Linked DNA regions of Mus musculus: region 2 is linked to region 1. A link is a contact called in public Hi-C data. All regions are on one chromosome and are shown on one strand. Each heading gives the region's core, a stretch centred on a gene start, on an enhancer-like site or on the middle of the called end of the contact. The rest is flanking DNA. Distances are from core to core; before and after follow the strand shown. Region 1 holds the start of Nol6 (nucleolar protein family 6 (RNA-associated)). Region 2 overlaps Gm34213 (a long non-coding RNA gene).

The links. Hi-C and Micro-C count contacts between places; a contact is called where the count stands out from the background.
Region 2: a contact with region 1 is called in a Hi-C map of the G1E-ER4 cell line, with 6 times the contacts expected there. The contact joins the enhancer-like site here to the promoter of Nol6 in region 1. A contact is called at or near these places in 20 of 39 promoter capture datasets (the 3T3-L1 cell line, 3T3-L1-derived adipocytes, the C10 cell line and 13 more), 1 of 15 datasets of contacts at CTCF or cohesin (embryonic stem cells), 85 of 484 Hi-C or Micro-C datasets (the Ba/F3 cell line, the C10 cell line, the C2C12 cell line and 48 more), 13 of 115 datasets of contacts at active chromatin or transcription factors (bone marrow-derived dendritic cells, bone marrow-derived macrophages, effector CD8 T cells and 8 more) and 3 of 9 other capture datasets (embryonic stem cells, liver and pancreatic islet).

Annotation. Positions count from the first base shown.
Region 1 is chr4:41,120,333-41,127,351 of GRCm38.p6, forward strand. It overlaps Nol6 (nucleolar protein family 6 (RNA-associated)), which reads right to left and starts at 4,007. Exons shown (of 26, transcript NM_139236.3): 1 at 3,827-4,007; 2 at 3,127-3,327; 3 at 2,927-3,043; 4 at 1,792-1,971; 5 at 1,447-1,615; 6 at 1,120-1,254; 7 at 879-1,033; 8 at 675-795; 9 at 392-450; 10 at 206-307; 11 at 1-57. The coding sequence starts at 3,913.
Region 2 is chr4:40,774,559-40,781,577 of GRCm38.p6, forward strand. Gm34213 (a long non-coding RNA gene) reads left to right here. Exons shown (of 3, transcript XR_390479.3): 3 at 1,970-2,218. It also overlaps the pseudogene Psenen-ps. Among named protein-coding and RNA genes, the nearest start is that of Gm34213, 5.1 kb to the left of the region's middle. Within about 2 kb of position 2,098, at least 64 of the 459 cell types and tissues checked have an H3K27ac peak or open chromatin away from gene starts, as enhancers often do. A contact at or near this core is called in the C2C12 cell line, CD8 T cells, the G1E-ER4 cell line and 8 more, where this site is marked.

The DNA.
Region 1 (7,019 bases), core at 2,757-5,256:
TCCATCGTCAGCTTTGCTGTCCAGCAACGCCATAGACAGTTCTGCCTCGTACTGCACCTGGGCACAGGATGAGGAGGAAACACAGCTGTAACCCTCGCTGGCTGAAAGGCTCGCAGCCCGGGTCTACTTCTGCCGTTCTGGCACAGGCACGGCAGCCTGAGCGGAGACGTATGGAGGATCCGGGAGTAGGAGGACCTGTTGGTACCTGGTTGTAAGTGGAAGCTGTAACATCGGCACAGAGGTTGAGGCGGCCTGATGGGTCCACAAACACAACCGCGAAAAGCTGGTGGAATTCAGCCAGGGTGGGCTGGAGGGGCAGAGAGAAGCCAATCAGGGTTGAGGTCTACCTGCAGGCCCATTAGCACATACCTGCCCACGTTACTTAACTCACCAAGGAGGGATCTGAGCTGAGAGAGAAACTGATTCCATTGATTGTCAGATCGGTAGTGGCTGGAGTGAACCAGAGAAAGGTAGGTATTGTATTAGAAGGTCCTTTTGGGACCTGGCCACAGCGATACCCTCCCTGCCTCCCTCAGCCTGGGTGGCTACAACTGCCTGCCTCAGACTCAGTTTTCTCCTCTGTCTGGTGACAAGAAACTAACGGAGCTCTGGTGGAATAAGAGAACCCCCGGGGACAAGCGGAACCCCTGGCCTGTCCACTCTAGTTACCTTACCCAGAAACTGCAGGACACTTCTCAGGACCTGGTAGCCGCTCATGGTGGTATGGATCTTTCGTTTAGATACCAGGAAGGCAACCAGCATGGAGATGATGAATCCGTTAAATCCACCCAGGCCCTGAAAGAGAAGCATGACTGGACTGAGCTCAGGAGCAACCCTTCCCACAAAGAGGCGAGGAAACCAGGCCACCCACAACTCACCTTGTCCAGTTCCCGCTGCCTCAGCCAAACCTTCAGAAGTGCCACGCCATCCTTCAGGCCCTGGGCAGAGCCCAGCACACTTGCCAGCAAGTGCATGTGGGTCTCCAGAGCTACATCCTGCAGGATCCAGGTGTTATAGTGGGGGGTAGGCGGCTCTACGCAAACAAATGGAGACTATTAGAAGAGAAGGCTCCACCAAACCCCTGCCCACCAACACATTTCAGCACCAGTGCCTGCTCACCGTAATCCGGACAGCTCTGCCCTCGGTACCAGGCAGAGCGCACATTGTTCTTAGTTGGCAGCAAGCGGCAGGGACGGAAGAAGTCCAAGGGAGGGCAGGGAAGCAGGCGCACAGTAACTAGGCGCTCATCCTTCCCTGGGTAGAGACATGGAGTAGTGAGATTCTACAACTCCTAAAATCTGAGTGGGTCCCCTTAGCACCCCCTCATACTTGGGCACCCATGACTTCTGACCTCCTGGCCTCGAGGCTTCCAGACTTGAAGACCTCATGGCCCCCTCCAGATTTACCATCCCATACTGTGCACTAAGCCCAGAGAGTGACTCCCACCATGTGGCCGCAGCAGCAGCGAGGGCTTCAGGTGGCATCCACTCATGTAAGAGAAGCGTACGCTGCTGAAGAGGGGATCCTGGGCCAGGTGGTAAGCTAAGTGGGCCAGGTAAAGGGCTCGCTTGCGGAAGTAACGCTGGTTCAGCCCGTCTTTGTCCTGTAAGATTTCCTGGAGGAATCAGGGAAGAGAGAAGGTCAGACACATAAGTGTTCATGGAACTGGGGACTAGGTCAAAGCTAGGCTTAAGTCCCAGGAAGAACACACCCAATATTCAGACAAAGGGCACAAAGTCCCAAAGGGACCCTTTGCTGATCCTCTAATAGCCCCCAAACCATGGGCCTTACCCTGGGCATGGTCACTGCCACGTCCACATTGATATCTGGTCGCATACAAGTATCCAGAAGGTAGCTACCCACAACAGTGATCTGGGATGGAGGCCGGAAGCGGAAGGAGCCCTTCACGGCATAGGGCACTTGGTGGAGGGGCACTCGGACCCCAGCTGGGAGCCATGACTGGTCAGTGAGCTGTGGGGACAGACGCAGGAAACATATGGATTCTATCACCTTCCTCACAAAGGTGATAGAATCTAATACGTAGTAGATAGCATGCCAGTATGTTAGAAACTATAACTCACAATCTTCCACAAACGCCTTCTCCCTCTGTGAAGACAACTTGATTGACAGCTAAGCCGCCATGACTTATTTCTATTGTTACCCATTTTCAGGCTAGGAATGGTGGCTCACACCTGCAACTCCAGCATTTGGGAAGGCAGGAAGATCAGAAATTCAAGATCTCCCTTGACTATATAGCAAGCAAGTTCAAGGCCAGCCTGGACTGTATGAGACCCTGTCTCAATAAAAAATAAATACACAAAATAAAATAACCATTTTTGGTTGGAAGTAAAGGTTCACAACTATAATCCTAGCACTCAGGGGACTGAAGCAGGAGGACCACCACCAGTTTGAGTTACAGTACGGGTTACAAAGTTAAGATCCTATGTTAAAAAGAAAAAAGTGGGCTGGAGAGATGGCTCAGTGGTTAAGAGCACTTCCACAGGTCCCGAGTTCAATTCCTAGGAACCATATGGTGCCTTGCAACCATCTGTAACAATGCTGCCTTCTGGTATGTCTGAAGATAGCAACAGGATTCTCACATACATAAAATCAATCAATGAATCTTAAAAATGAAACAAAAAACAAAACCAAACAAAAGTGGCTCAGGCCCTCAATCTCCGTCCTTGGGAACTATGCAGGACAATCAGGAGTTCAAGGCCAGCCAGCCAGGGGCATGTAAGACCCTGTTCAAACAAACAAAACACCTACAAAACTTGTACAAGATGGAGCTACATTTGAGAGACAAATGCATGACCTGTGTCCTGGTTGAGTCTTCTTGCAATGAGAATGATCTCCTTAGTAACCAAGTTTCGTGGAACAGCAAAGAGGGTCTCATGACTCACTGTCCCAAGGCCATCTGCCTTACCTCAGCCTCAGGGACTGGAGGCACTTTCTGGATCCGCTTGGTAACCTCCTTCAGGAAATTATCAATCCTCTCTTTCTTCTTCTCTGACAGTCTGACTTCCTTTAGTAACTCCTCCACCTTTAGCAGGGGGAAGGGAGGAATCTGTGAGCCTCGGGACCCCACGGAAACCCCTCTAACCTATGCCCTGGCCACCCACGTACTTGTAAACGAAGCAAGGTGGAGTGGAACAAGATCTCGGTCTCACGGAGGCGATTTAGCTCCTCATTTGTAGGCTCCTTGTACAGCTCCTCCCGACTGAGGTTCACTGGCTGCAGGAGGCCTTCTGCAGGTGGCTCTGTTCTTGCACGCTTTCTTGAGGGTGCCTTCTCTTTGTCCATGCCTTCGAAGGCAAGTTCCATCACCTATGACCAGAGAGACAGAAACCAACATGCCAACATGAAATCGGGGGGGGGGGGGGGGGGGGGTATCTGTATCAGCTGACTCAAGTTTGTGGGTAAAGGGTTCATCTACTCTAGTTGTTCCCTTTCAGTGGGCGTTAAGATTTTTATAAAACTCGGGATAGCCATCACTGAGAGAAATCTGACAGCGTGAGGATGCAGTCCTGCTTAGACCTGACTGAGTTTGCCAGTCACTGCCTGAGGTAGTGCTCCAATGCCCTCCTGTTTCCGGACACCACAAATCTTTTGCTGAGACAGGCTTAGGCCTTCCCAAATATCACCTCTTCTCCTGCTCTATCCAGATCTCTCCAAGGCTAGATTCCCTAAAAATCATTTTCCCAGTAACCTAGGCCGCCCTGGAGTAATCTTTTTTCTATCATAGTAGGCCGCCCTGCAGGCTAGGTATCAGGCCTGACTATCTCAGGCTCTGTCGTCAAAATAAAGCACATTTTGAGCAACCAACCTCTGGGTCCTCAGTTGCTCGTCGGTGCTGCTCTCCGGCGGGGGCCGGTCCCATCTTCACAGCAGGTCTCTCTCCAGCACTTGGCATCCAAGCCGGATCTACCCCGTAGCTTCCCACGTGGGCCGAAACGCCAACTCCAGGGCTCAAACCCTTGCCCCAGGCCCCACCCACTGCAGTTCCATTGGGCTAGTGCATGCCGTCTCGCTCACTATTGGTCAGTGGTTCAAAGGAACCCGCCCATTGTGGGAGGAACCAAACAAGGTCCGCCGATTTACAGCCTCGACGCCGCACTAAACCGGAAGCGTTTGGGACTGCAGCTCGTCGCGTTCTTTTCCTCACTTCCCTTTCGGGAAGGGAGGAGCTTACTGTGGCTTCCGGTGTGATGGGGTTTTGTGTGTGTGTGTGTGTGTGTGTGTGTGTGTGTGTGTGTGTGTGTGTGTGTGTGTGTGTGTGTGTGTGTGTGTGTGTGTGTGTGTGTGTGTGTCTGTCTGTCTGTCTGTCTGTCTGTCTGTCTGTCTCAGCTTACTGTGGCTTCCGGTGTGGTGGGGTTTTGTGTGTCCGTGTGTGTCTCTCTGTCTGTCTCTGTCCGTCTGTCTGTTTTCGCTAGTGGTTCACAGCATCTAACCGTGTCTATGAGCAAGTTATGTGATTTCTACCTCCAAAATGTATCTTGAATTTGTTTTTTTTTCTGTTTCCACAAACAGAAAGTTCAAGTGTCTAGCATAATAGCATAGCTTCTCTCCAGCTTTTCCTTCTTAAAATATAAGATAACCTATTCAAACTCCAAAACTTTAAACACAGAACCATCGTAATAGCGAAGTTCTAAGTACTTTGCCAATTTACTTTTATTTACATATTATTTTAGAAAACTACTTGGAACTGGGCATGGACGCTCATCCCAGTAATATTCACGATGCTGAACCTGAACTATGAGGGACACTCTCAAATGACACTTTAGCATCTACCTTTTAAGACTTCTCATACTGGGCTGGTGAGATGGCTCAGCGGTTAAGAGCACTGACTGCTCCTCTAAAGGTCCTGAGTTCAAATCCCAGCAACCACATGGTGGCTCATCCATAATTGACAGCTACAATGTACTTACATATAATAAATAAATAAATCTTTAAAAAAAAGACTTTCATATCTAGCCCATGACCTGGGACCCACACGAGTAGAAGGAGAGAAGTGATTTCTGCGAGTTGTCCTCTGACCTCCACAGTGCATTCAAGTGATACCTGTGTGCTTTCACACACCCAACATGAAATATAATTATGGGGGAAAAGAGTTTTTGCAAAATAACAACAAAAAAATTCCACCCTGGAGACATGGCCAAGAGCTTAAAAGCATTTGTAGATCATGCAGAGGACCTAGGTTTGGTTTCCCAGCACCCACGCAGCTTTGAAACTCTCAACTACTGCCTGTAATGCCAGTCCTAGAAAATCCTTTGGCACCAGGCACTCCTGTGGTACACACACCTATATGCAATAATTTTGTTTTAAAGTCTCACTATGCATCCCGGACTGGCCTGGATCTCACAGAGATTCATCTGCATCTGACTCCTGACTGCTGGATTATAGACATAGACCATGCAAGTAATATTATTTTATGTGTGGGGCACATACATATTCCTCCAAGTATATCTCTGTACCGTGTATGTACAGTGCAGGTGGAGGCCAGATGAGCTCAGTGGATGTTCTCAAACTAGAGGTACAGATAGTTGTGAGTCAAACTGTAGGTGCTGGGAAATGAACCAGGTTCTCTGGAAGAGCAGCTAGAACTCCTAGCTGATGAGCCATCTTTCCATTCTTGAAAGTAAATCGTGTGTGTGTGTGATTATTATTATTGTTGTTACTGTTTTTTGAAAAAGAATGTCTTTATATAGTCCTGGATGTCCTGGAACTCATTCTGTTGACCAGCTGGATACAAATTGAAAGATCCACTTGGCTTATCCGCTTGAATGCTAGAACTAAAGGTATACCTCCCAACACACGCGCATGAAGCCAAACACTCATACACATAAAATTAAACACACACACACACACACACATACACACCATGGCTTTGAAAGTAAATCTTTAACATTTATTTTAGAGTATGTATATGTTTGTGCTTGGGAGAGTTTCTATGCACCATGTGTGTTCAGGAAACTTTGGAAGAGGGTATTGGACTCCTGGAAGTGGAGTTACAGGCAGTTGTGAACCCATGTGAGTCCTGGCAACCGAACCCAGGCACTCTGCAAAAGTGGTAAGTTCTCTTAACCATTAATCCATCTTTCCAGGCCTCTGTTAAATAAATCTTGAAAAATAAAATAAAATAAAATAAAATAAAATAAAGTCGGGGCTGGCGAAACGGCTCAGTGGTTAAGAGCACCGACTGCTCTTCTGAAGGTCCTGAGTTCAAATCCCAGCAATCACGTGGTGGGTCACAACCATCCATAACGAAATCTGATGCCCTCTTCTGGAGTGTCTGAAGACAGCTACAGTGTACTTACATATAATAAATAAATAAATCTTTAAAATAAATAAATTAATTAAATTAAAAATAAAATAAAGTCAATAAAATAAATACCTGAACTCTGTGGTAGAGTTTGTATTTTTCATTTGAGATGCCCTGGGTCAAAATTATTGCAAAAATAATCATAGAGGTATATAAGAAATGTCAAGCCCTGTGCACTTGGTGTCTATTTTTGTTTTTTGTTTGTTTGTTTGTGGTTTTTTTTTTTTCAAGACAGGGTTTCTCTGTCGCCCTGGCTGTCCTGGAACTCACTTTGTAGACCAGGCTGGCCTCGAACTCAGAAATCCGCCTGCCTCTGCCTCCCAAGTGCTGGGATTAAAGGCGTGCACCACCATGCCCGGAGCACTTGGTGTCTTGAATAGAGAGTTTCATAAGTCTTGACCATAAACCAGAACCCTGGAAGAATGTTCTTGCCTTTGTTTCATGGGTTAGTTTCTTTTATCTAGTTATATAAAATTTCACAAACTCACAAAATTTTGTCATGTCTCTTCCCACCTTCTTCCTCTTCCTGCTTTCATTGTAATTACATTTTTCCTTTCTTGTTTGTTTTTGAAATAAAGGATCTTTCTACATTGTCTAAACTGGTCTTGAACTTATAGACATAAGAGAGGCAGCTGGAATAAAAGAGCGGTAGTTGGAATTCACCACTTTACCACTTTACATATTTTTATATTTCTCT
Region 2 (7,019 bases), core at 848-3,347, 350 kb before region 1:
ACTGCTTGTGAATTCGTTGTGATTTCAAACTTCACAGCGGTCCCAACCCGTTGGCTAAGTGGTGTGGACACAGACCCAAGAACGGATGAGCTACAAGCTGACCAGCACTGGCTCACAAACCCTTCTGTTTTTCAGGCATTGGAAGCTGGGGGGTGGGTGGGAGTGGTAGGGTGGAGAGGGGGACACAGCAAGGGACTTGGGAACAGGTGCTGAGGTGTAAGGCACCTTGAGGAAGAGGAGGAGAAAGCCTGTGAGGGCTCCGGAGGAGAGGACACATGATAGAGGCATATCTGAGGGCGAGCCTTGGCTCCTCCTTGCTGCCCAAAACACCGGAACCTAGTGAACTCTAGGGAACTTCACTTTCCAGGCCTGGAAGAGCTCCTCTGCTAGCACTGCACAACTTAAATTCCAGCGCTCGGGTGGATCTCTGTGATCCTGGTCTACAGAGAGAGTCTTAGGGCAGCTGCATAGTGAGACTCTGTCTCAGAAAAACCCATACCAGCCAAACCAAAGCCCAACCCCCAGTGCCTATTCTTTTTTTTTTTTTTTTTTTTTTTTTTTTTTTTTTTTTTTTAAGTTAGGGTCCTTTATTGGGGCAGATGGGAAATGAGAAACAGATGTCTTCAGGGTCTGAGGGAAAGCCTAGAGCAGAGAAGCCTTCATCCTGGGAGAAAGAACAGATCAGCAGCTTATGAAGTTGTTAGGGAGTGCCCAGGGGAATGGTGAAGGAGAGGTAGTCCCCAAGAGCGCCCCAGCGGGGCCGGTAGATCTGGAAGATGGTGATCCAGGTGGCGAGAATGATCACCCAGAAGAGGAAGCCCACAGCTGAGCGCCAAACATAGCCTTTGATTTGGCTCTGCTCTGTGTAGGCTGGGGCGAGGAACGCCTCTCTGAAGAACCAGAAAATGTTGACTAACCAAAGAAAAGGCAGGAACGCAAATCCACCAAGATAGTACTTCCGGCACAGGTTCAACTTCTCCTCATTGGATACCCGCTCCAAGTTCATAGTTGCGCTGGAGCCCGGTGGTCCTAAGGGTCTGCAGAGCAAGACCCAAATGACAGGCGCAAGATCACGAGCAACCACGCCCCAGTGCGGTTTATCCCTTCTGCCTGGATTCCTTTGCGGGAGATTTGCGGGAGATGCCGCAGTTTTCAGTGGAGTTTGTTGTCGATTTTGTTTTTCTTCTCCTGCCCAGCCCCCCCACCCCCTCCGCTCCCCAGTGCCTATTCTTGGAGTTTGGTCCCTTCTATCTCTTTCTGCTAGTCCTATTTGTACCCTCTGATTACCTTCCTCCCATCGTCTGCCTTCCAGGAGGCTCTTGCTTCCGAAGGAACCTAACCAGTCACTATGCACCACTGCTTGCCTGTGAGCTGCAGCACTGAGAGCGGCTGAACTGGGAATTCCAGGGTGTGCTGTTAGGAGCTCTCATCATTCCTGAGAGTCAGGTGGTGGGGGTGCAGGCCTTTAATCCCAGTGCTCAGGAGTCAGAGGCAGGCAGGTCTCTGGGAGTTTGAGGCCAACCTGGTCTTGTGCTGTGAGTTCTAGGATAGCCAGGGCAACTGTCTGAAAAATTAAAAATGAAATAAGTTTTCTGAGGATCAAATGAATTATTATTACATGTAAAACATGTTAACCATATCTGGCACATCTAGCACTGAAAAAGAATGTGCCATAGTTATCATTTAAAGCTGTGGAGATAGCTCAGCACTTACAAGCACCCGTGGCTCTTCCAGAGGACCCAGGTGTGATTGCCAGCTCCCACATAGCAACTCGCAACCATCTGTAACCATCAGGCCTCAGGAGATCTGATGCCTCCGACCTCCTGGGCACCTACATTCATATCCACATGTCTAAGGGTTTTTGGTGCTATGAAGAGACACCATGACCATGGCAAACCTTATAAAGGAAAATATTTAATTGGGGCTGGCTTACAGGTTCGGAAGTTTAGTGTATTATTTGTCATAGCAGGAAGCATGCCAGCATGTGGACAGACATGGTGCTGGAGAGGTAGCTGAGAGTTCTACATCTGGATTAGCAGGCAGCAGCAAGAGACTGTGAGTCATGAGCCCAGCTTGAGCTTCTGAACCCTCAAAGCCCATCCCCCCGGGCACACTTCCTCCAACAAGACCACGCCTCCTAATCTTTTCAAATAAAGTCACACTCCCTATGAACATGTGAGAGCCATTTTCATTCAATTAACACACACCTGTACGTGGTTTTAAGACATAATTGTTTTCAATTTTTAAGATGCTGTCAAAGTCTTCCTGCAGTTTCTATTTCTTCTTCTTTTTTTTTGTTCGTTTGTTTGTTTTACGAGACAGGGTTTCTCTGTGTAGCCCTGACTGTCCTGGAACTCACTCTGTAGACCAGGCTGGCCTCGAACTCAGAAATCCACCTGCCTCTGCCTCCCAAGTGCTGGGATTAAAGGCATGTGCCACCACTGCCCGGCCTCAGTTTCTATTTCTTAACACAAAGAGGAAATGAGCACTGTAGGTTCAAACGAGGTCTAAACTGGTCAGTCTGGAGTAAGGGAACACTGTCCTTGTTAACAATCCCAGCTCTCACCAATGAGCTTGCACGCTGTTCCTGTGTCTGCAGGTGGTGGCTGGTTGGTCATCCCATGACCTTCTCCCTTGTCTTAGCCCCCCCTCCCCCAAAACACAATGTGTGGCCCACTGGCCCACTCAGCCTCTGTGATACTAAAGCCACATGAAAAGGTTCTTGCCACAGGCTGGGACTGGAATGTGAGGGTTGTTACCCCACCACTGACTTGCTGGCATTTGTGGCTTCCTGAGGCTTCCCTCTGCTATCCTTTGATCTGGGATCTGAACAAACAAAACCAGGGCACCCGAGCACAGCAGCTTCCTGTACTTTCTCTACAGGGATTTCCCAGAGCTGTCTTTTAAATGGCATCTTTGGCCCTCCTTTCCCAAATTATTTTCTTACAATCTCAAGGAGCTCTGGGGCACAAAATTAGTTCTCAGTCTACACATTTCAGATTTCTCCTTTTCCTTTGGCTAGATGAGGGGAGATTCTGCCCTCATTCCCACTATCCTGCCCAAAGTCTCCGTTTCTCCAATTGCCATGGTAGGTTTGGGGAAGTCCTCTGGCAAGCTCATTGTCAGCAGCAGTGGGGAGACACATAGTCCACGCCTATTGAGTTCTTCTGCAGCCTCAACTCAAATGAAACTGGGTTGGTTTTTTATGTGTTTTGTAAAGACTAGGATGTGTTTTGTAGAGTCAGGGATATGTTTTGTAGAGCGAGGAATGGTGCGGTGGGAGAGGATACCTCAGCAGGCCCATGGGTCTAGTATAGAATAGAGATTATTTGGGGACATGGGAAGGGGAGTTGAGAAGGGAGTAGAGGCAGAGAGAGGGAGGAGACAGAGAAGGAGAGGAGACAAAGGAGAGGGAGAAGGGGAGAGGGAGGGAGGGGGAAGAGAGAAGGTGTGGGAGGTAAGAGAGAAAAGAGAGTCAGAGAATCAGAGGGAGTGAAGGGAAGCCAAACTGTCCCTTTTATAGTGAGTCAGGCCTACCTGGCTGTTGCTAGGTAACTGTTGGGCAGAGCGTAGAAGGAATGCCAACAGTTTTGGTTGAGTTTTATTTTGTTGGATTGTTTTTGTTTGTTGGGTGGTTTGGTTTTTTACCGTAGAGATTTTCAGAATGAGTCAGTATGAAGCAAAGTTGGATTTATTAAAAAGAGATAAAAAATTAGGACAGTATGGACTTAAATCTGAAGTACAGGCAGAAAAAGAGATGGGGAGGGGGCTTGAGTCTCTCAAGCATAGCTAATACATGTGTCTTGTGGCTTTTTCCTTTATTGGAAACACCATCGTGTGTATCTCAGGCTGGACTCAAAATGCTATGGAACCACAGATAATGTTAAACTCCTCATCCCCCAGCCTCACCCTCCTCCTGAGTGCCGGAACTACAGAGAAGCTCTCCCACCCCGGGGCAGGCAGTGCTTGGGACTGAACCCAGACTGCATGCTAGGCAAGCCCTCTGGCAACTGAGCTGGATCCCCGGTCCAGTCTTGTAGCGTTTCAAGTTACATTTTTCTTTTTTTTTTTTTTTCTTTTCTTTTTAAAAAAGATTTATTTATTTATTTAATGTATATGAGTACACTGTAGCTGTACTAATGGTTCTGAGCCATCATGTGGTTGGGAATTTGAATTCAGGACCTCTGCTCACTCCGGTCAGCCCCACTCACTCTGGCCCAAAGATTTATTTATTATTATACATAAGTACACGGTAGCTGTCTTGAGACACACCAGAAGAGGGCGCCAGATCTCATTAGAGACCAGTCGCGCTCTTACCTGCTGAGCCATCGTTCCAGCCCCAAGTTACATTTTTCAAAGGATGTAATTTATAAGCAGGTTCAAAGATTAGGTAAAGCTTAAAATTTTAAGTGCCAAAGTGATGGCTCAGCTGGCAAAGATGCTTGCCACTTTCCTGACAATACTACTTCTATGCTTTGGGCTCACATGATGGAAGAAGGGAGGCTCCAGAGAGTTGCTCTCTGACCTCTGTGAGTACATGCACACACACACACACACACACACACACACACACACACACAAATACAAATTTCAGAAAATATTGAATTGCTGGGTGGGGGTGGGGGTGCATGCCTTTAATCCCAGCGCTCAGGAAGGCAGAGGCAGGAGGATGTCTGAAAGTCAGAGGCCAGCCTGGTCTACAGCATGAGTTGCAGGACAGCCAGAGCTACACAGAAACCCTGTCTTAAAAAATCAAAAAGAAGAGGAAAGAGAAAGGGGGCTAGGGGTGAGGTCGAGGAAGAGGAAGATGAAGAGGGAAGAAGGAAGAAGAAAAGGAGAAGGAGGAAGAGGAGGAGAAAATGTTTAAACACATTTTCTTATTTTTATTTTTTATTTTTTGTTTTTTTGAGACAGGGTTTCTCTGTGTAGCCCGGGCTGTCCTGGAACTCACTTTGTAGACCAGGCTGGCCTCAAACTCAGAAATCTGCCTGCCTCTGCCTCCCAAGTGCTGGGATTAAAGGCATGAGCCACCACGCCCGGTTTAGATACATTTTAAAATGTGCTAAGAGGAGAGAGCTGAGGAGGTGATGCTAATGATAAAATCTGACCATGCACTTACTCGTGGCATCTGCAGCCCATTTAGACCTCTCATCTATAAGACAAACTTGAAACAGAGTGTCTTGCCTGCTGTGCACAAGGAGCTGTATCGCCTATTACAGAATCAGTCTGCATGAGCTCCTGCTAGGTCCAATGAGCCAGCCGAAGACAAAGACATTAAAAGAGAAATTTGACACAGTCTCTGGATGACACCAGTACCCTGGCTTACCATGCTTCCAAAGCTTTGTGGCTACATAAAAATTAAAAAAAAAAAAAAAAAAAAAGTATGAGCCAAATAGAGCACGGTAGTCCGAGGTTATAATGCCAGAATTTGAGAGGTTGAGATTGAAGGATTACAGCAAGTTCAAGGCTAGCCTGAGACACTCTCTCTAAAAAACCAAACACTGGGGCTGGAGATGGCTCTGCTGCTATCTCAGGAGTTTCATTCCCAGCACTCACATGGTGGCTCACAACCAACTGGAACTATAGTCAGAGGATCCAAAGTCCTCGCCCAGTCTCCATGGGCACCATTCACAAACATGGTGCACAGACATACATGCAGCCAAAACACTCATACGTGGAAAATAAAAGTAAATAAATCTTTTTGTTTGCTTGTTTGTTTGGGTTTTGTTTTGTTTTGACACAGGATCTCACTATGTAGTTGTGGCTGTCTTGGAACTCACTACGTAGACCATGTTGGCCTTTAACTCAAAGAAATCTGACTGCCTCTGGCTCACTCACACGTGCTGGAATTAAAGGCATGCACCATTATGTCCAGCATAAAGAAATCTTTTTTTTTAATTTATTTTTTTATTGTCTATAAGTACACTGAGCTGTCTTCAGACACTCCAGAAGAGGGAGTCAGATCTCATTACAGATGGTTGTGAGCCACCATGTGGTTGCTGGGATTTGAACTTCGGACCTTCGGAAGAGCAGTCGGGTGCTCTTACCCACTGAGCCATCTCACCAGCCCCAAGAAGTCTTTTAAAACAAAAAAAAAAAAAAAAAAAAAAAAGAAAAGAAAAGAAAAGAAAGGAAAAGAAAGAGCTGGTTCGATTGTTTTTCTTATCCTGAAGACTTCCCTTTGCAGAGGGAATTGTAAGTTGACTTCTGCATTGTTCTGGCTTAGGGATACCAGAAGAATATCATCTGTAAACCCACAGGCCCCAGGTACCTGGCCCTAAGCAAACAGTTCATTTGTTGTTCTTAGACTTTTAGATACATCAAGAAAATGAGCATTGTCTCCATGAAGTCGAGCTCTCCTGACTGTCTCTTGAATTGAAGTTCTCGGCTTTCTACCGGCTTTCTACCGAGGAGCCCACACAAGGCCGTAGGGTAAAGGGCATCTTTCCCTTGTCAGTGTCCTCCTTAAATACCCCTCCATTTTAAATTCTGCCTCATCACAATTAACCCTTTCATGGAAACCACATTTCACCAGATATTTCTTTTCCCACTGTATGGCTCAGGGACAGACGATGACTTAAAGCAACCTGACTAGATTTTCTTTAGTGGTTATTAAATGACACATGACAGTAGAGACTGAAGAGATGGCACCACAGTCTAGAATCTAGCCTTGGATGTGAAGAAAGACAAAAAAAAACGGAATAGCAAGGGTGCAGCGGCTCCAAGCAGATTTAGAGGTGGGAAGGGCAGGAAATGGAGGAAGTTCACACCCTTTAACCTCAAGGCTCTATCTGTGAGGTGGTCCAGAGCAGCAGCTGGGGGATGGGCAGGATGTTGTGGCTTGGTAAAGGGAGTTGCTGTAAATAAGGAAGAAAAAGCAGCTTGCATTACCTCGAGGAATCCCAGCAGTGGCTACAGGTTTTAGGCAGTTGAGACATTAAGGGAGCCCAGCAGGGACCTGTTGGGCTGTAACTTGGTAGAAGTCTCAGTGAGGTGGAAGACGATGAGAGTCAGGGTTT